Linked DNA regions of Pan troglodytes: all the other regions are linked to region 3. Evidence: chromatin contacts called from public Hi-C data. All regions are on one chromosome and are shown on one strand. Each heading gives the region's core, a stretch centred on a gene start, on an enhancer-like site or on the middle of the called end of the contact. The rest is flanking DNA. Distances are from core to core; before and after follow the strand shown. Region 1 holds the start of CCDC163 (CCDC163 homolog). Region 2 holds the start of KIF2C (kinesin family member 2C). Region 3 holds the start of HECTD3 (HECT domain E3 ubiquitin protein ligase 3).

Region 1 (3,241 bases), core at 185-2,684, 490 kb after region 3:
TTCAATTCCTTCTGCATAATCTCTGAGTCCTCCCACAGCACTGTAGGAGTGACAGCAGTGCTATTCTAAAGTCAATCAACAAAACCAGAGTAAGAAGGCAAGTAGAGTATCTAGGGTCTTGTGAAACTCTTAGAGAGGATGATCCCCAACTTGTCCCACTACAAATGCCAAAAGTTCAAAGGCCTCAAGAAGGCAAGGTCTTGCCTATCCCTTACTCAGTCTGCAGCTCCTGAGGAAGGCCATTGGTAGTACTGCATTCTCCTGGTCCTGTTTGCATCTGGGCTTGGGCTGGGGCTTGGGCTTGCTCCCACACCTGGCTCTGAAGGCCCTGCAGTTCCCTTCTCAGCTCCTCCAGGCGTTGCTCCAGGAGAAAAGCACTCCCCTTTGGGGCCCCCTGCAGCAACCTTAGTGATGCTGTAGTGGGACAAGTTAGGGATCATCCTCTCTAAGAGTTTCACAAGACCCTAGATACTCTACTTGCAAAACAAGACACATGTGCACACACAACAGGTGTGTGGCAAAATTGTGTGCATACATATGAAGCTGTGTATATGAAGAAAATAACTGGCCAGATACCTTCCAGGACACTGATCTGGTACTTCTGCTGCTCTCGCTCTTCTAGCAGGCCCTGCACTGCCTGCCTTAGTGCCTGTCACCTCCCCAGGCAGAAAAAAACACATGAACTACTGTATAACAGTTTTTCCCGACCCCTAGTATCCTCATCTCACACAAACATCACATATACACACCAAGGATTCCAAGCCTCACCTGAGCCTGAGATTGAAATTGGGATCAGAGAATAGCAACCTCATCCCAGAGAGAGGATGGGCTCTAGGACTCAGGGCAGCTCAGCCTTTGTGGAACTATGGGAGTCTCTAAAGCCCAAGGCTGTTGAGCTTGGACTCCTAACTGCAGAGGCAAGTGATGAGAGGAAATCCAGGTCCCAGCCAGGTCCCCGGCTGAGGAAATAACGAAGGGTTAAGTGCAGGGTCTGTGTGGGGAAACAGAGTTCAGGAAAGGACAGAGTTGGAATTTGGAAGGAATAATGGATGATACGGGCACTGGAGGAAGGCACAGAAAGAGAAAGGGCTTGGAAGTAGAAAGAGACATTACTTACCTGCGGTGGAGACCCCAAGAGGATACAGCCACTGCTACAGAAGAAACAGATGCACAGGCCAATGAGCTCTGTGGAGACCCCAAGAGGATACAGCCACTGCTACAAAAGAAACAGATGCACAGGCCAATGAACTCTGAGAGTCCCTTAGCCTCCCCACGCAAACTGGGGACTTCCACCAACCCCTCACCTTATTCCGGACCACATTTCCATCAGTAGCGTTGAGAAGCACATCCAGCTGCTCCAACCAGCTGAGGCTCGTATTCATATCCTGTGGCAGGGGAGCGGCAGGGGTCTGGCTCCCTGGTGTCTTGTGCTTGCTCTCCCAGCGGGGGATACCCAAGGTATCCCCAGGAAAGGCCACCACGTTAGATGGAAAGAGGGAAGTGGGGATGCAACACTGGGGTAGGTGGATGCGCTATCAGACCAAAACTGCGATCCTGTGACTAGGGAAAGGAAGGACGCTCTTGGGGAACTGGGGGAAAAGCGGGATACCGTGATGATACGCAGATATCAGGTGGGGATTGAAGGTGCCAGAACCTGGTCGAGACCTCCCCAGAAGTAGTACACTGGCGCCGCCACGCCAAACCTGTGCCAGTGACAACTGCCGCCGCCGGGTTCAAAACTTCGGGTTGGTTTTGAAAGTCCGACTTTGGACTGGCTGCCGCAGCGCCACCTGGGAAACTGAGTTCGCCTCTTGCGAACACAACCGGCGATGGAGGCGGTGGAACTACCTTTCTCTAGAAGAGACACGTACATGCACACCCCCACCGTGTAGCTTGCCGGGAAACTGAGTCTTCCCGATTTCGTGTGGCTGTCTCCAAGGAGGAAACGAACTACGCATCCCAAGATGCATCGCGCATAGGCAATATGGTCCCGCTACTGGACCCATTTCCTACCTGGGAAATGGAGTCGAAGCTGACTCAAAACGTAACGGCCCAATTGTCCTTGAGACTTCATTCCCCAGCAAGCTCAGCGTGTAACGTGCGCTATGGAGCCGAAAGTCGCAGAGCTGAAGCAGAAGATCGAGGACACGCTATGTCCTTTTGGCTTCGAGGTTTACCCCTTCCAGGTTAGTTTATCCCTCCTGCTGTTCTAGGGCGAAATATATGATTGGCTTCGTTGCAACTGGCGTGAGGCCTCGGGAGCCTCTGATCCTCCTGGGTTCCTGCAGCCCAGTGTCCATGTGACAACAGGGACAGCGTTTCAGTGGGGGCTTGGGTTAAAAAGGTAGTGGTCGAGGCCGGGCATGGTGGCTCACGCCTGTAATCCCAGCACTTTGGGAGGCCGAGGCGGGCGGATCACCTGAGGTGAGGAGTTCGAGACCAGCCTGGCCAACATGGTGAAACCCCATCTCTACTAAAAATATAAAATTAGCCGGGCGTGGTGGTGCATGCCTGTAATCCCAGCTACTCGGGAGGCTGAGGCAGGACAATTGCTTGAACCCATGAGACGGAGGTTGCAGTGAGCCGAGATTGCGCCATTGCAGTCCAGCCTGAGCAACAAAGAGCGAAACTCCGTGTCAAAAAAAAAAAAAAAGTTGTCGCATGTTTAACCTTTTACCCCCATGTAATGCCGGATTCGTTAACGGGAGACACCATATGACCTGTAGCGTGTGTGGCTCAGATTGTCACCTATATAATTTACAAGAAGAAAGGGACCTGTGAGGCAAAGTCACCTTGGAACTTCCTAAAGGATTTAGGAGAGGGCAAAGCCTAGAAGGTTTGCATAGCTATCATTTAGGTCAGCTGAGGAAGGAAGGGCATTCCTGGTGATGAACTGGCAAACAATTGGCTGGTTTGTTCCCTCTACCAACAGAAGGATAATTCATGATATTTCCAGTCATCAGTGCTGGGCTGGGTAATGAAACTTTGTACACTTGCCTGGCACAGCAGTCTCAGCACCGCACCCCGACCCCCATTTACACAGTTACATTTCCCCACATCAGTGCCCTGTGCACTGAGCAGTTAAGTTATAAAGCTAAATCAGCTCAGCTTGAGCCCTTTGCCTGATGCTTAAGAGACTACCCACTTCCCATTCCTTCTGCTGAGTGGCTCACAGCAGTCCTGGGAGAGGATATAGAGGGAGAAGTAGGTTGGGTCTAGCTTGAGACTGGTCTTGCCAGAA
Region 2 (3,547 bases), core at 318-2,817, 280 kb before region 3:
CTTCAACTTCTTCTGATGCTCCTCTCCCCTACTGCCTTCCAGTCACCAGTTCTTCAAACAAGACCTTTCCTGGCCGGGCACAGTGGTTCACGCCTGTAATCCCAGCATTTTGGGAGGCTGAGGCAGGCAGATCGTCAAGAACAGGAGGCCGGGCTTGGTGGTTCACACATGTAATCCTAGCACTTTGGGAGGTTAAGGAGGGAGGATCTTTGAGCCCAGGAGTTCAAGACCAGCCTGGGCAACATAGCAAGACACTGTCTCTAATTAAAAAAAAAAAACTCTCCCTCTCCCCCTCCCCCTCTCCCCCTCCCCCTCTCCCCCTCCCTCCCCCTCCCCCTCTCCCTCTCCCCTGTCTCCCTCTGATGCCAAGCCGAGGCTGAACTGTACTGCCGCCATCTCGACTCACTGCAGCCTCCCTGCCTGATTCTCCTGCCTCAGCCTGCCCAGTGCCTGGGATTGCAGGCGCGCGCCGCCGCGCCTGACTGGTTTTCGTATTTTTTGGTGGAGATGGGGTTTCGCCGTGCTGGCCGGGCTGGTCTCCAGCTCCTGACCACGAGTGATCTGCCAGCCCTGGCCTCCCAAGGTGCCGGGATTGCAGACGGAGTCTCGCTCACTCAGTGCTCAATGTTGCCCAGGCTGGAGTGCAGTGGCGTGATCTCGGCTCGCTACAACCTCCACCTCCCAGCCGCCTGCCTTGGCCTCCCAAAGTGCCGAGATTGCAGCCTCTGCTCGGCCGCCACCCGGTCTAGGAAGTGAGGAGCGTCTCTGCCTGGCCGCCCATCGTCTGGGATGTGAGGAGCCCCTCTGCCCGGCCGCCCAGTCTGGGAAGTGAGGAGCGCCTCTTCCCAGCCGTCATCCTGTCTAGGAAGTGAGGAGCGTCTCTGCCCGGCCGCCCATCGTCTGGGATGTGGGGAGCACCTCTGCCCCGCCGCCCCGTCTGAGACGTGAAGAGCGCCTCTGCCCGGCCGCGACCCGCTCTGGGAACTGAGGAGTGTCTCTGCCCCGCCGCCACCCTGTCTGGGAGGTGAGGAGCGTCTCTGACTGGCCGCCCCGTCTGAGAAGTGAGGAGCCCCTCCGCCCGGCAGCCACCGCGTCTGGGAGGTGTACCCAATAGCTCATTGAGAACGGGCCATGATGACGATGGCGGTTTTGTCGAATAGAAAAGGGGAAAATGTGGGGAAAAGAAAGAGAGATCAGATTGTTACTGTGTCTGTGTAGAAAGAAGTAGACATAGGAGACTCCATTTTGTTCTGTACTAAGAAAAATTCTTCTGCCTTGGGATGCTGTTAATCTATAACCTTACCCCCAACCCCGTGCTCTCTGAAACATGTGCTGTGTCCACTAAGGGTTAAATGGAAAGAAAGAAAAAAAAAGGACAGGAACTATGTGTCTAGTTCATTATCTCCATTTCCTGGTACCATGCCTAGCAGGTGGTAGACTTCACTCAATAAATATCTGGTGAATCAGTGTCTTTCTGGAAATTTATACATAACTCCTTGAATGAGGCAACATGCTTCTCCACTATGCAATAAGAAAAACTAAGTCAAGTTTCTAATCTGTGGTTTTGTTTTGCTTTGAGAACAGGGTCATGGCTATGTTGCCCTGTCTGGTCTCGAACTTCTGATCTCGAGCGATCACTCCCACCTCTCCCTTCCTAAGTGTTGGGATTAACAGGAGTGAGCCACCGCGCCCGGCCAAGTCTCCAACTTGCTCGAGGTCACTGAACTTGCAATTGAAGAAGCTACGATTCGAACCCATGTCTGTAGGATCCCAGAGCCCTCACTGTCAAATACATACTGAAGTTTCCCAGTTTTCGGGAACCCCGCAGTACAAGGTGACCGAGGACAATACCAGAATTGGGAGCCCCAGACCCCGCGGAGCGGCGAAGTTCCCAGAAGGCACAGCGCTCGAGGGTGTGGCCAGACGCATGGGCGGTGCCGAGCGTCGGAAGATGGTTCGGAACTGCGTCTCCCCCAAGGCTCCGCAGGGCGCCGCTGACTGGCGGAAGCGAGGGCGGGGACAGCGGAATGACGTTTTAAGGACGCTTGCGCGCGGGTTTTAAACTGCGGCGGTTTACGCGGCGTTAAGACTTCGTAGGGTTAGCGAAATTGAGGTTTCTTGGTATTGCGCGTTTCTCTTCCTTGCTGACCCTCCGAATGGCCATGGACTCGTCGCTTCAGGCCCGCCTGTTTCCCGGTCTCGCTATCAAGATCCAACGCAGTAATGGTGAGGAGCGGGGTCCCTAGGTCAAGGGGACTCGTGAGCGGTGAGACGACTGAAATTACTGCCCCTCCCCGGACACACAGATGGGCTTTCACTCTCTTTCTCTCCCTCCCTCCTTTTCACACGCACTCACTCCGGGTCTCTGCACTGGCAGTCATTCTTGCCTACACAGGGGTGAGAGTCCCTGCGCTGTACGTGGGTCCCTTTCGCAGTCCTCTGGGAGTGGGCGGACCTTCTCCAAGGCTGGTAGACCTCCCAGGGAAGTTGGGGCTTCTAAATTCACTTCCCTTCCAAAATTCTCCCCTGAAAATGCCCTGCTCTTACGGGGACCTCGGTCTCCTGGCCCCTTTACTCTCGAATAAATATTGCGCAGTTGCGGTATGTCAGGTAAACGGGACAGACAAGATCCCTGCTCTTGAGGAGCTTGTAGTCGTTCTCTCTTTTGCTTAAGCAGGTACCGCAGTTCTGGCAGGTCTGATACCCGTGTCATTAGGGAAATGGACAGATATGACCGCCAGAAATGAGTTAGGAAAACCCCAAAAGGGCCAGATCCTCAATGCTATGTTGAGGAAAAGTTCATCTAAGGGCTGTGGGGAATCCTGTGCTCAAACATACCTTTTGTATGTTCTCTTTTGTAGGCTCTCTCTTTTTTTGTAGGCTCTCTTGAGTAGGGGTGAATCCTTATCCCATGCAGCTCAGTTTAAAAACCTGTCCCCAGCCCACCTCACTGTGGATATTCTAAAGGTGAAGCCCAGGAGATTTATTTGTTTCTCTTAGTTTTTTGTTTTGTTTTGTTTTGTTTTGTTTTTAAGGTAGCTGCCTGTTCCTTCAGGTTAACTCCACTTTGGGAATCTCTGTGGAATCCTAAAAGTGAAGCTCTCAGGAAAGAGATGGGTAACTCTGGTTTTTTCATACTTTATAGGTTTAATTCACAGTGCCAATGTAAGGACTGTGAACTTGGAGAAATCCTGTGTTTCAGTGGAATGGGCAGAAGGAGGTGCCACAAAGGGCAAAGAGGTAGGTTCTATGAAAATTCCTCTACCACATTTAATGTCTTCCTACATAAAGGATCTGTGCAGAAGTGGAATCTGTGAGAGCCTAGTTTCTGATGCTGTGCTCTTCTCACTCACGCCTGTAATCCCAGCACTTTGGGAGGCTGAGACGGGCAGATCACCTGATGTCAGGAGTTCGAGACCATCCTGGCCAACATGGCGAAACCTGTCTCTACTGAAAATACAAAAATTAGCCAGTCGTGGTAGTGCATGCCTGTAATCCCAGCTACTTGGGAGCTTGAGGCAGGAGAACTGCTTGAACCTGGGAGGCG
Region 3 (3,652 bases), core at 771-3,270:
TCCCTCCCCACGCCAGCGTGCTCACTCGTCAATGCTCACGTCACTCAGCTTCTTCAGGTTGTCCCCTTCGCCCCCATAGACCACCACCCGCTTTGGCATAAAGTTGTCATCTGTGGTATCCACTGTGAGTAGCAGCTTCCTGAAGGGTCAGAGTGTGAATATGAGTCTTTGTGAACCCACAGGGACATAGCCCACCCACCCTGTCCTGCCCAGAGCCTACTTACTTGACAATGGTGCCCTTCTTCATAGTAAGCCGTACCCAGTGTTGGCACTGGGACCCATCGCTCTCCCAGTAGGTATCGGCATTGCTGTCTGTCAGGCAGGACACGTTGAACTCCTCCTGGGGAGGGGCAGAGACGTGAAGTCAGCAGTTACCCTCCCTCCCTGCACTGGGCTTGTGCTCTGGGCCAGGAGCACCAGAGAGAAAGCATAGTGAAGTTGGGCTAACAGGCAACTGGTATGGGATAGGGGGCCGCTGGGTATGTAAGGGGTCCTACAGACGTCCAAGATGGGGAGCTGAACTGAGTGTGGCCTGTGGGTACCCTGTTTTGGTCCTGGCCTGCAGGTGGGGGTTCTTTCTGGATCTAGCCTTGAGGGGTGTGACTATATCTTGCCTGGGGTGGGAGGAGCCCCAGCACCCACCGTGTAGGAGGAAACGTCTATGCTCTCCACATACTGCTTCACGCTACCCAGGTTCTCATCCTCCTTGCCCAGGTGGTCATACAAGAAGTGGATCAGGTCCTCGTCGCACTCGTAGGTCCATGTCGGGGGTACATAGCTAAGCAACCCCAAGCCCCTAATTAGACTGGGCCCAGACGCAGAGCTCCTTCCTCCCCACCCCATTCCAGCTCACTCACAGTAGCCTTTGTACAGCTTCTGCGTATGCCTCTGCCGGCTGAGGTCTCGATCCCAGGCGATGTGAGTATGTCAGGTCCACCACCTGTTCCCACCTGTGGGCACAGAGTAGGGAGTGGGATGGGGAGACATCAGCGGTCAGCAAGACACTACCTCCATGCCGTGTAGCCTTTTTCAGGGCTCTATCTCCCAGTCTCCACCCGAGCCCCCTTCACGTCCCGCCCCTTTCTGTTCTTAACCCTGCCTCCGCTCCAGTATCCCACCCACCCCAGGCTGTGGCTGAAGTGTTCCCAAGCCCTCCTGGCCCGGCCTTCTGACAGCCAGCCCCGCTCCTTCAAGTGCAGTACCTGAGCACCGGCCGATAATCCACGCCAAAGAGCTGCTGCTGCCGCTGGAGGTGGTTGGGAGTGTCGATGGGTACCAGGCGGGCTCCGCCCTCCGCCGGGCGGCACACCAGCAGCCAGCCTTCCTGCAGCCCGCAGTCGCCCAGGTGCTCTGCCAGCTGCTCCTGCCGGGACGCGTAGGATGGGGACAGCCGTCAGGGAACTGCCCAGCCGCCTGTCGTGCCCAGCCCAGGGCAAAGGGCGCCGAACGCAATGCCAACTCAATACAGGGGAGGAAAGGCAAAGAGCCAGAGGTTTCTCTGGCCCCGGGGGTCTTTTACCGGGTCCTGGGCAGGGAAGAGCGCACCTTTGTCAGCTTCACCCAGAGCCCGTGGCCGTTGCACAGCTCCTCGCCCGTGGTGCGCACGCAGGCGCCGCGCCGGAGCTCAATGCCGTCGCGGGCGGCGCGGAGGGGCCCGGAGCCGGTACCGGGGGCTGGGCCTGCGGCGCCCACACGCAGCCCCAGGCCCTCTGCCTCCCACACCGGCAGAAGCACGCGCGACGGTCCCGCTGGGTCCTTGTAAAGCTTGTAGAGCACCTCTCGCGGCACGAAAGCCAGCGCTGCCGGCAGCGGCCGCCCGGCGCGGAGGCTCCGCGCGGCCTCTGCCAAGAAGCGCACGCGGCCCAGCAGCTGCCGGGGGGACTCCAGCACCGCGCCCGGGCCAGGACCCGCCATGGCGAAGTGGCGGAGGTGAGCGCCTAGAGGCGACCCTGCCCGGGGAACAGCTGGCGCGACCGCCGACAGAGCTTCCCACCACGCCCTTCCCCGCCTTTGGCCAGCCTTTGCCGTATGTTCTGGACTAAGCGCACCCCAGCTCTCACTGTATTGCACTGTGTACTCCCACACTCAACCATATTACTTATCTCTGTGCCACCCTAACCCAGCCGACCAAACCCAAGATTGGTGATTGCTACCTGATCAATCTCCCTCTCTCCATTTCCTTGTGACTACCATTTTATCTCTACTGCTACTACCCTCATTCAAGTCACCATTCTAGCTAGCCTGGGTCATTGCCAACAGTCATTTTTCTGATTCTTCGGCCTGCTGTTTTTCCTCCCACTCCCAGCGAATCTGCTGGACTCCCTATCCTATGGGTGGTGTGACTAAAGTGTTTGAGACAATGGCCCCTTCCCCTGCCACTGACAGGAGTCTTGAGTCATTAGGGTTGATTCTGTTTGTCACTCCTAATCCCAAGGACACTGGAGATCATTATTCATTTTAATGTGATTGCTGATTTCTGTTTCCCCAGTCTTGTAGCTCCTTAAAGGCCGGGGCTGTCTTGAGCAGAGCTAACCTCTGCACCTACTATAGGTCCAGGCTATAGTATGGACCTGGCTGGATAAGACTGTTGGTATCATGAGTGGGACTTGCGCCAAGCCTCCGGATACCCAGACTGTCAGATGAGAACAAATTCCTCATGTCACCCTAAGATACATTTACAGCGGAGTTTTCTTTTGGGCCTTTGTTGTTGCGTCGCTACAGCGAACTTTACGGTGAAAAAAGGTAGGGGTCCTACGGGCAGCAGCCAGGGCAGCCCTGGAGCTGTCGCTGGAGTCCGATCATGTGATCTTCAACATGGCGACGCCCTTGGTTCCCTACAGAAAGGGGCGGAGCCTGGACTGGGGGGCAGGCTCAGATTCAGGTTAAATTGCGGATTGAGCTCGCAGTTACAGACAGCTGACCATGGAAGCGAATGGGTTGGGGTGAGTTCTCCAGAGCACGCGGTGTGGCTAGCCGGGCTTCTAATTTGAGTCTTCCAACTCAGGACTCTATCCCTGTACTCCCCTTTCCCCACCCTGGAGACCTCCCAACCTGAACTCCGTTAGCTGGGATCCTGAATCCTAAAACCATGGATTTTTGAGACGTTCATCCCAGGGCCTTAATTCAAGGGATGCCTCAGGATTTCCAACCAGGATCTCTATTCTGGGACCATCAACTCTGATCCCTCTTTATCCCCCAGCCTGGGGATTTCTCAGCCCCTGAACCAGCCCAGTGACATTCCCGTTTCTGAGGCTCACTAGTTCGAAGACCCCCAAACTATCCTTAGTGGGCCTTCATTCCCTCCCCCCAGTCCCTCTGGTTGCTTCGAGCTTGGAAGAGTAGAGACTAAGTGGAGGGAAGAGGCCCCAGGGCGGGCCCTTCTGGAGTTTGTGCACCACCTGATAGGCAGAGAGGAGGCGGAACGGGCGGAAAGCCAGGGTTTGGGAGCTGGCCTGGAGGGGGTAGATAGCGGTCCTGGACTGAATCGGCCTTATGAACCCGCGCTTTCCCCAGCCTCCAGCGTAGCATACTGACACCTACCCCCACCCCCACCTGATCGCCAGACCTCAGGGTTTTCCGGAGCTGAAGAATGACACATTCCTGCGAGCAGCCTGGGGAGAGGAAACAGACTACACTCCCGTTTGGTGCATGC

The links. A called contact is a pair of places that touch in the nucleus more often than the background predicts.
Region 1: a Hi-C map of stem cell-derived neural progenitor cells shows a contact between it and region 3, with 7 times the contacts expected there. The contact joins the promoter of CCDC163 here to the promoter of HECTD3 in region 3. A contact is called at or near these places in 3 of 7 Hi-C or Micro-C datasets (induced pluripotent stem cells and stem cell-derived neural progenitor cells), 1 of 1 datasets of contacts at active chromatin or transcription factors (stem cell-derived excitatory neurons) and 1 of 1 other capture datasets (stem cell-derived neural stem cells).
Region 2: a Hi-C map of stem cell-derived neural progenitor cells shows a contact between it and region 3, with 2.7 times the contacts expected there. The contact joins the promoter of KIF2C here to the promoter of HECTD3 in region 3. A contact is called at or near these places in 1 of 7 Hi-C or Micro-C datasets (stem cell-derived neural progenitor cells) and 1 of 1 datasets of contacts at active chromatin or transcription factors (stem cell-derived excitatory neurons).

What each region holds. Positions count from the first base shown.
Region 1 is chr1:185,464,954-185,468,194 of NHGRI_mPanTro3-v2.0_pri, reverse strand. CCDC163 (CCDC163 homolog) reads right to left here and starts at 1,434. Exons shown (of 6, transcript XR_010154163.1): 1 at 1,305-1,434; 2 at 1,118-1,216; 3 at 1-65. It overlaps MMACHC (metabolism of cobalamin associated C), which reads left to right and starts at 1,807. Exons shown (of 4, transcript XM_024345381.3): 1 at 1,807-2,186.
Region 2 is chr1:186,226,421-186,229,967 of NHGRI_mPanTro3-v2.0_pri, reverse strand. It overlaps KIF2C (kinesin family member 2C), which reads left to right and starts at 1,567. Exons shown (of 21, transcript XM_001151337.7): 1 at 1,567-2,226; 2 at 3,146-3,240. The coding sequence starts at 2,157.
Region 3 is chr1:185,951,577-185,955,228 of NHGRI_mPanTro3-v2.0_pri, reverse strand. It overlaps HECTD3 (HECT domain E3 ubiquitin protein ligase 3), which reads right to left and starts at 2,020. Exons shown (of 21, transcript XM_016961571.4): 1 at 1,546-2,020; 2 at 1,203-1,363; 3 at 858-950; 4 at 643-778; 5 at 225-340; 6 at 26-139. The coding sequence starts at 1,914. It overlaps UROD (uroporphyrinogen decarboxylase), which reads left to right and starts at 1,868. Exons shown (of 11, transcript XM_513127.7): 1 at 1,868-2,026; 2 at 2,489-2,942; 3 at 3,564-3,652. The coding sequence starts at 2,923.